Regions from separate parts of the Mus musculus genome. Here region 2 is linked to region 1. A link is a contact called in public Hi-C data. All regions are on one chromosome and are shown on one strand. Each heading gives the region's core, a stretch centred on a gene start, on an enhancer-like site or on the middle of the called end of the contact. The rest is flanking DNA. Distances are from core to core; before and after follow the strand shown.

Region 1 (4,726 bases), core at 170-2,669:
TTAGTGTTTTTATGGGATCCCTGAGGATTCAAACAAGCAGGTCTCTGACTCGTATGTCTTCTCTTGGTGTCTTTGCTGTTTGTCTTGTCCAATTTTGATTTGATGGTTTTATTTAGCTTATATTTTATTTTGTTCGATTTTATTATAACCCCTTAGAAGCCTGTTTGTTTTCTAATTGAGACAGAAAGGGAGTGGATTCGGATGGGAAGGGAGGTGGGGAGGAACTGGAAGGGGTGGAGGAAGTGGATACCACAGTCGGAATATATTATGTGAAGAGAAAAAGATGTATTTTCAACAAAATAATTCAACAGCACCAGCTACTTTTCCAGAGGACGCAAATTCAGCTCCTAGCACACTCCCTCCCACCAGGCAGCTCACAGGCGGCTGCAACTCCGGCTCCAAATAACGCACACACATAAACAAAAATAAATCTTGACTTAATCCCAGCACTTGGCAGAGGCCAACAGATCCCTGAGTTCCAGGCCAGAAAGGGCTACATAGCGAGAGACCCTCCCCCTCCCCACTACTCCAGTTCTTTAAAAAAGAAAAAAAAAAAAAGAAAAAAAGAAAAAAAAGTTACTAAAAACAAAACAGTTCTGTGTTTCTAAGGAATGGTTACATAAGGGAATTTGCGTCCAATCGTGTACCAAAGCTTATAAATACTTGAGTTGTCTGAATTTTGGTGAACAGCTGTCCATTTTTAATAAATAAGATTTAAAGTTCTAGTTTGATCTGCCCCGCCAAAAAAAAAAAGCCAAAGCCAAAGGTGAAAAGCCAAAGCCAGAGGTGGTGCCCAGCAAATCGACGGGCGGCGAGCGATGTGGCCCCGCAGGTCCCGGGTGGGGCGGGTCCCCCGAAGCCCGGAGGAACCCCGGCGGGGGCTGCTTTTTAACTGACGAGGTCAGAAAGCCTTGAAGGGTTGGTGGATGCTCCTGACGAGGAGACGGGCGGATGGAAAGGGGCGGCCCGGGAAGGCTTGGGGACCAATGGCGGGACGAGTCCTCCCCGAACCTGAGGGCTCAACCGCCCACACCGAGAGTGAGGGGCCAAGAGGCCGCGCCTCAGGGCGGGGAGAGGGGCAGTGCCAACAACGCCTGGGCACCTCTGCAGCCCAACAGTCGCCCACGCGCAAAGTGGTCCCTTCAGCATCACCACCCTCTCGAGCCGCGCTGGAAACCCCTCTGCCTGCCACACAACCCCAGAGAGGACTTTGCCAACCCGAGCTTCCCTTACCTGCGGCCTCCAGCCTCGACCGAACACCTGCGGCACCCCACGCTGACAAGCTGGAACCCCCGCGGCGGTCTGGGCGCACCCACCCGGATGCATAAAAGCCGTAGCCACTTCCGGCCCAGTGGCTGGCCAGGAGGATACAACCCCCGTGGTGTGTGCCTATGGGCCGCGCCATTTTGTACGGAAGCCGCTAGGGCAGCATTTCCTCCCCAGGTTCTCGGTTAAAGGATGGGGAAGGAGGGTTATAATTGCGAAGACTTAATGTCTTCAGAAAAGTGGTGTTTTCTGAGATGCCGCTTCGTCTTTTGGTTTTGGCTTTGAAGGAAGAAGCCTATTGAACTTTCGCTCACAAATGCAACACAGGACATTTTTTCTCTTTTACCCAGGGTAGCGTTTCTCCACTACATTAATTTTCTTATTTTTTTTCCATTTTTTTATTAGGTATTTAGCTCATTTACATTTCCAATGCTATACCAAAAGTCCCCCATACCCACCCACCCCCATTAATTTTCTTATATTCGAGCGGGAAAATAAGGAAACTGTTTACAGAATGTGCTCTTCATTCGCGTTATATATTATAGCCATTAATCTCTCTCTCTCTCTCTCTCTCTCTCTCTCTCTCTCTCTCTCTCTCTCTCTCTCTCTCTCTCTCTCTCTCTCCCTCTCTCTCTCTCTCTCTCTCTCTCTCTCTCTCTCTCTCTCTCTCTCCCCTCTCCCCATCTCCCTCTCTCTCCCTCCCTCTCCCTCTCTCCCTCTCCCCTCTCGTACATGTCTGAAGATGCCAGAAGAGGGCGTTGAGCCCCTGGAAAAGATTTATAGAGCCGGCGTGGATTTCTGAGTTCGAGGCCAGCCTGGTCTACAGAGTGAGTTCCAGAACAGCCAGAGCTACACAGAGAAACCCTGTCTCAAAAAACCAAAAAAAAAAAAAAGAAAGAAAGAAAAGAAAAGGAAAAAAAATTATAGAAAGTGTTGAGCTATTGTGTGGGGGCTGTTAATTGAACCTGGGTCCTCCAGAAGAGCAACCAGTGCTCTTTACTGTTGTCATCTCTCCTGGTCCCTATATCCTCATAACAACCACAATATTGTCTATATATGAAACCATTCATTCAGGATTGATTTTTTTTTTAAGGGGGTTAAAGCAGGGTGTTGTGTAGCACAATCTGGCTCTCAACTCTCAAAATGTGAGCAAAGGTGACCTTAGATTCCTGATCTTCCAGCTTCCATCTCCCAAGTGTTAGGATTACAGGCAGGCTTGGGCCACCACACCCCGTTTATGCAGTGGTGGGGATCTAGACCTCAGGCTACAATGATAAATTTGAGGTAAGCCTGGGTTACACGAAACGCTATCTCAAAAAGGAAGGAGTTTTGTTTTGTTTATAAATTTTCATCTTTTTCTGTCCACTCAAGAAGCTTAGAGGCTGGTTGGAAACATCCACAGTAGCACTTGAGCACACACACATACAATGTGAGAAGTGAGAGGACATCTTTTGAAGATACAGAAATTTGAGGGAAATGCCCATAATAATTTTAGAACTCTATAAAATCCTCTCAGACATGGTGCTATTCTCACACATCACACAAAGGGATAAGTCACTGAACAACCCACAGGTTAAATATGAATTCTCTTTGTTTTGGAGGAAATCACTAAGGGATTGAGGTGAAGATGACAAGGAGACAAGAAACTCTAAGACTTTATACAAAGTAAGTGGTACATGCCTATAATCCCAACACTTTATATAAAGTAAATGGCACATGCCTATAACCCCAGAACTTGGGAGGGGGAAGCCTGAAGATCAGAAGTTCAAGGCCATTGGCCATACAAGTAGTGAGTTTGGGACTAGCTTGGCTGACATTAGAGACTTGGTTTTAAAGAAAAAAAGAGAAGGAGGGAGGGAAGAAAGGAGGGAATACAGAAAATCAGAGAAGAGTCAGCAAAGAATTTAAAGTTCTTGGAAGGAGAATACAACTATAGAAGAGAGTTGTTAAGGAAGAGAGAAAAGTTTAAGGTGTTTGATCTTCCAGAGACAAAGGTCAGTAAAGTCTGTCATTCTGTCCTGCTTTTGTTCTAGTAGATTCTTTGGAGGAGTTGAAATAGATAAAGAACTCCAAATCCAGCTTTGCAAGAAGGCAACACAAGGCTACTTCTGGATCTGCTGGAGCTGGAGGGCAAAGAGTGGCCAGATGACATGTAGCCACAGACATGTAGACCACAGAAGAAATATCACCACAGGAGAGTTAAAGGTGATAGATTGAAGCTGGGTGGCAGGGCACAAGCCTGTAATTCCAGCTCTTGGGAGATGGAGGCAAGAAGACCAAGTTCAGCCAGCCTCAGCTATATGAGGGAGGCCCAGTCTAAAACACAGACACACACACACACACACACACACACACGGGGTGGGGAGGAGAGGACAAGTATTGTGGTACATACCTATCATCCCAGCACTGGGTGGGGGTGGGGCAGGGGTACTGAAGCAGAAGTATTACTACAAATTCAAGACCACTTTGATTTATATATCAAGTTCCAGACCAGCCAGGGCTGCATAAGCAAGACTTTATCCCAACCGTGCCCCCACAAAGTGTATTAAATATATAAAACTTCAAGGTGGGGTGGCTCGAGAGATGTGAGCTAGATTGTGAGCATTTGCTGCTCTTGCAGAGGATCCGGGTTCCATCTTTGAGCACCCACATGGCAGCTCATAAGCATATGAAACTCCAGTCCTCAAATCCTTCCCTGGCTAGCAAGGCCCACTCCAGTGATGTTCCTGTCTCAACCTCTCCCAGTGCTGGGGTTACAGGTGCAGCCACACAGTGGCGTGGATTTGCACTCAAGCCCTTGGTGTTTTCACAGTAAGGACTCTTAGCCCACTGAGCCACCCCTCGAGCCCAGAGGTCATTGACAAGGGGCTGCTGCTGCTGCTACTACTACTACTACTGGATTAACTATGAGACTGGCTTTTTCTATGGTTGATTTGGTTTTCTCTGGCTTGTCTTTAAATGGGCGTGTCAGTAAAATATAAGGATGCTAACTCACTGACCAAGTCCTGACCATGCTGGCTGACTGCTGCAGAGCTTGCGAATCAGAGTTCTACCCTCATACATGGTCTGGGTCGTTGTCTGCTGTAAACTCAGACTCTCCTAGGAAAGGAGATCAAACCACTGATGGTCCAAAAGCCAGAAAACAGAAGGATAATGAGAACCAATTTAGCTAACTTGTCCTCTATAAAGGGGACAGGCACGAGCAAGTTTGAGAGCTGGGAATGGTGGCACCAGCCTTCAAAACCAGCATGTAGAAGACTGAGGCAGGAGGATCAAAAAGTTCCAGACTAGCCAGAAATGAGACTCTGTTTCGAAACAAAATAAAAACAAAATTCAGCCAGCCTGTGGTAACACACACCTTTTATCTCGGCACTCTGGAAGCAGAGGCAGGTGGATCTCTGAGTTCGTGGCCAGGCTGGTCCACACAACAAGTTCCAGTACAGCCAGGGCCACACAGCAA
Region 2 (5,020 bases), core at 454-2,953, 110 kb before region 1:
GGTCCATGTGTGAGAACCAGGATGGCAGCAGAGAGCTCATCTCAACAACTGGGGGAGCAGCCAGGACGGGGGGCATGGAGAGGCAGATGAAGAGAAGATGAGTACTTACGATCCGAACTGAAGTCATCCACTAAAATGATCTCCTGGATCAAGCTGGCAGGAGTTCGGTTCAGGACGCTGGAACAGTAGTGGGCACAGAAAACGAGCCTGCAGTCAGCCTTTCTTACACATCCCTGTAAAAGCCTCTCTCACCACGGAGGCTCCTGCCCACCCCCACGACTGGGATGGGGCGCCTGTCTCTCTCTGAGAAAGGATACCCAGGCCTCATCACTCCAAGCACTGTCTCTGGGTACTCCTTCCTGAGTCCCACTTGCATCTAAGTGTACTGCGGAGGTGGCATGTGTGCAGGAGGGGAATATCTCTCTGATGGTTACCAGGAACCTGCTGGGCTGATACCCAGCTTGCCCTGCCTGCCCAGGCTCCACTCAGAGCCTGCTGCAATGTCTACCTTCTTGGATTTGACCTTGGGTTTGACTTCTTGCTTTTGACCTCTTGTGTCTCCCAAAAGATTCACCAGATCTAGCTTCTTGGACAAGACTTAGCCTCCTAGAGCTTGCCTCCACAGTGTCTACACAGAAACTAGTCAGAAACTCCCTGGCCACCAAAGACCCCCACGGGACAGAGCCACTGAGATGACAGCCCATAAGGATGAGGGGATTACCTCTTCACTGTGCGCAGGAGTGTGGAGCGAGCCTCGTTGTGGAAGGTGATGATGACACTGGTGGCCGGCAGGTCCGAAGAATAGGACAAGGATGGGCAACTGAGAAAGGACGGGAGTCAGAGGTGAAGGGGGTCAGAGGTGAGGGGGTTCAAAGGCAAACAGTATTGGCATGCCTGGACCGCTAAGTGCTTTTCTATACCCACTTTGCTGTGCCCTGGGACAGACAGCTCTGTAATGCAGAAGGAATTCTCAAAGCTAGGATAGAGCCTGCCTCCTACAACATGACGTTCCATCCCACAGGGGCCCAGCACCCACTTGCTACCTGGCCTGGGGTCTAGGAAGGAAATTGCAGATTGAGGAGTCGTCCTAAGCCTGGGGGTTCTTTGCCAAAGACCTAAAGTACCACCACACACATGCACACATGCACTGACTTCTGGGAAGGTTTAGGGTCTATGTGTAGGCTCCAGGATACAGCCAGGAGCCAAAGCATGAGGCTACTGCTGCTGAGGCAGACCGGTGGGGCGAGGTAGATGGGTTGGGGAGAAAACCACCTTCCTTTTGCCTTCTCACATCCTGATGCTTTTTCTTCCCTGTCTCCCAGCTCTGGTAGGATCTGGCCAGAAATTCCTCCCACTCTGCCTGCAGGGTGGGGGTGGAGGGACTTCCCTCCCACTCTCTATAGCACTAACAGCCCTGCAAGAGCTATCAGGCGGAGGCAAGCCTGCAGGACAACAGCTTCCCAGAAGACACTGAGGGCAGTCCCTGCCACTCTGCTCCCTCTTCTGCAGCCCCGGGGTCCCCCAACCTGTCTTTGGATCCCCGGCTCCCTCTCATCTCAGCAAAGGGAATTAAAACCGTCATTCCCACCGGCCTTCCTTCCTATCTATCGCTCCTGTGAATGCATTCATTCCTGGCTCCAAACCGCTGGAAGGCAGGCGCCCGCCTCCGCTGGTTTTCCTAAGCGATGTTCTTTATTACAATCGCTCCACACTACTCCAGCGATGACTATTTTTTTCATTACAGCGTTCACCCCACTGACAGTAGCTCACAGTGTGAATTCCCAGGCCCACATCCTGCCCTGCAGAGAGGCCAGGTCAGGCAGGCGGGGAGTCCCACTGCTTGTGTGGGGAGGGCTGTGGGGGGAGGGTCTCTCTTCTGCTCCCAGAAGCCAGGCTCCCAAGGGGAATACAGTTCTACAGAGTCCCAGTTCTTTGTCCTTGTCCCCAGATGTCATGTCTAAGGAGAGAAGCTAGATAATAATGTTTTTCTCTCCTTGTAGGAGGCAAACCTCCTACACTTGTCTGAAGGGTGGACTTGAACTTCCCCCGCACCTACATTCTTCTGGGATTTAGATGGCGGGTAGAGCTAGCTACCCAATTCCCAGGAGCCAGGAGTTGTTCAAGAGGCTGTCCCATGTCTATATTGGGAAGGTTTGCTCATGTTCTCAACAAGTCTGCCTTATGTCATTTCCCACTCTGACAGTAGCATCCCAGCCAGAGGCCAGGACCAGGAGCTAGCCTGCAGCATGGAGTCCAGTGGAAGCTGTATCTGGGGAAGGCAAGGTTTGCAGGAGCACATTGGCTTTACCAGGCTGGTACCTCCTATGCTCCCCCTGCGACAAGTGTGCATGTGCGTGCACACACACACACACACACACACACACACGTTGATCTACTTCAGCCCTCTGAGAGGATTTAGCAGTAGCACATGGCACCTCACCAACCCACCACAGCCCTGGGTGTGCAAAGCCCCCAGCAGTGTTCCCCCTTTTAGTATCTCAGCAAATACACGAGGAGAGCCAAGGTAGGTTGAGGTGGGAAGGTGGACACAGATGATCTAGGCCAAGCCCTCAGTTGACATATGAAGTCAGGACATAGATTCCCCTAGGTCCTGAGGACTGAGTTAGCCATGATTAGGGCTGTCCACTGAAGGTCTTGAAGAACAGCAGTACATGAACCTACCATTGCTTGCAGTAGAGAGAGAGAGGAAGCTGCCCTCAAGCTGACTGACAAAGGACTTAAATGTTGGTTTGCTAGCACCTGTAATCTCAGCATTTGAGAGCTGAGACTGGGAGAGAATCAAAGTTTAGGGCTAGCCTGGAGTACATACAGTGAATTCCAGGCCAGCCTATGCTATACTGTAAAACCTGGTCTTGCACATACTTCACACACACACACACACACACACACACACACACACACACACACCCTGCCACACACATCAAGAAAAAGAAAAGAAGGAAATAAAAACATAGGAATATCACATGCTGACTGAAGGGCAGATGAGGCCAGGCATGGGGGTTGGGGGGGGGCAGGGGTTCTGCAGAAGGAGTAGAATGTTTCTGATGATGGCAGGTGATGGCAGGAAGAGATAAGAGGTGATAGCACATACTCGAGATAGGACACATCAGACTGAACCCAGGAAGAGAGCTGCTGACTTGCCTTGTGAGTCCAGTCACACCAAGCAGGGACTGACTGGTGGAAGGCTTCTCTGGCCCTGGTCTAGGACCTTGCCCATCTCCCACAGGAGAAGAACAAGGATCAAGACCGGGATGCTTTTACAGGAGATGCTGGGGCCAGGGAAGGAGGCAAGAAAAGGATGCCACGCCGGGCATGGTGGCGCACGCCTTTAATACCAGCACTCGGGAGGCAGAGGCAGACGGATTTCTGAGTTCGAGGCCAGCCTGGTCTACAAAGTGAGTTCCAGGACAGCCAGAGCTACACAGAGAAACCCTGTCTCGAAAAACCAAAAACCAAAAACCAAAAAAAAAAAAAAAAAAAAAAAAAAAAGAAAAGGATGCCAAGGGGCGTTCACAGCCTTTTACTGTTTAAAGAGGGAAGGGCTGGAGCCCTTGTGTCAGTATTCGGCTCACCGTCTTGGGTTTTCTTGAGGTCCCCTGGCAGGCTACTCTTACTGGGATGTCTGATTGAGGACAGAGGGAACCTTCTGCCTTCAGCTGGGGGTTTCCATGACCTTTCCATTGAAATATAGTAGGGCAGTGCCAGTAGGACATAGTAGGCCGGGGGGGGGGGGGGGGGGCAGAGGCAGGCAGGTCTCTGAGTTCCAGGACAGCCAGGGCTCCACAAAGAAACCCTGTCTTGAAAAACCAAAAAGAAAAGAAAAGAAAAGAAAAGAGAAGAGAAGAGAAGAGAAGAGAAGAGAAGAGAAGAGAAGAGAAGAGAAGAGAAGAAAAGAATAAAGGAAGGGAAAAGAGAGGAGAGGAGAGGAGAGATTGAATGAACAAACAAACACAGGAGGCAGGATAATTCTGAGAGTGAGGATAATTTAAAGTCTAAAGTCACTAGATAAAGACTGAGGACATCATATTTATTTGTAAAATATATACAGTTTGCATGTGTGCACGATCACACACACACAGACACATGAATAAGGTAAATAAATGTAATAAAACAATAAACACATATGAGTGAAAGAAACCAAGCTGACCAACACTGGTCTTTTCTTAGTTTTCCCTTCCTGTCCACTCAGCAGATGCCATACCTGTAATGGCGGGTGTCCCTGATGGGTCGGTCTGAGCTCAGTTTGTCACTCTCCAGTTGGTTGAAGGCATGTTGTCTGTATGGGTCCTCTCCAGGCTTCAGCTGCTTGGCTGACAGGTACGCCTTCTCATCAAAGCCCTTTGAGGGTGTTCCTGTCACCTGAGACAAAGGTCAGCATCAGAGAGGGCCCAAACAGGAGGGTTCCATGGGAGGAGATGGGGAAGGATACTGTGAGAACATCCTAGGAGTGTCAGCTGGGTCCTCTCAGCTCCTCCCCTTGAGAGAACTAGAACATTATAAATCTGGATACAAACTATCCATTATCTTGGGGGCAGGTATGTACTTGCTACTGTGTATACACATGGATACAGAGTACATGAACTTGAGGGCAGAAGTGGACATTGAGAGGGTGGAGGGTGGGGTTGAGATGCTGAAGTTCGCTGATTGGTTGGTCAGTGAGCTTCTGTCTGTCTGCATCCCCTGTGCTGGGGATACAGGCATGAGACACTAGACCCACCTTTTGGGTTGTTTTTGGGTTGGTTCGGTTTTGTTGTTGTTTTAAACACAAGGTTCTGGGGATCTGATCTAAGGTCCTCCAACTTTGTGTGGCAGGCGTGTTTTGGCTGAACTATCTCTCTAACACCCAAACCAGCCATAATTCTAAAAGCCAATGCTCTCTGCTTGATACAGAGAAGGTATTTCCCAGAGAAAATCAGTTGTCTGGGATAAGGTACCTTAAGGAGACTAGAAACTAGAGAGGGTGTTCTGTAGATGAAGAGCCTGGATCCGGGTTAGGCAT

Evidence for each region. Hi-C and Micro-C count contacts between places; a contact is called where the count stands out from the background.
Region 2: a contact with region 1 is called in a Hi-C map of nephron progenitors, with 2.7 times the contacts expected there. The contact joins the enhancer-like site here to the promoter of Exd2 in region 1. A contact is called at or near these places in 1 of 484 Hi-C or Micro-C datasets (nephron progenitors), 2 of 115 datasets of contacts at active chromatin or transcription factors (embryonic hindbrain and embryonic stem cells) and 2 of 9 other capture datasets (adipose tissue and pancreatic islet).

Annotation. Positions count from the first base shown.
Region 1 is chr12:80,459,788-80,464,513 of GRCm38.p6, reverse strand. Exd2 (exonuclease 3'-5' domain containing 2) reads right to left here and starts at 1,419. Exons shown (of 9, transcript NM_133798.3): 1 at 1,234-1,419.
Region 2 is chr12:80,571,659-80,576,678 of GRCm38.p6, reverse strand. It overlaps Galnt16 (polypeptide N-acetylgalactosaminyltransferase 16), which reads right to left. Exons shown (of 15, transcript NM_001081421.2): 2 at 4,223-4,380; 3 at 722-820; 4 at 110-177. Among named protein-coding and RNA genes, the nearest start is that of Gm23817, 49 kb to the left of the region's middle. Within about 2 kb of position 1,703, at least 32 of the 459 cell types and tissues checked have an H3K27ac peak or open chromatin away from gene starts, as enhancers often do.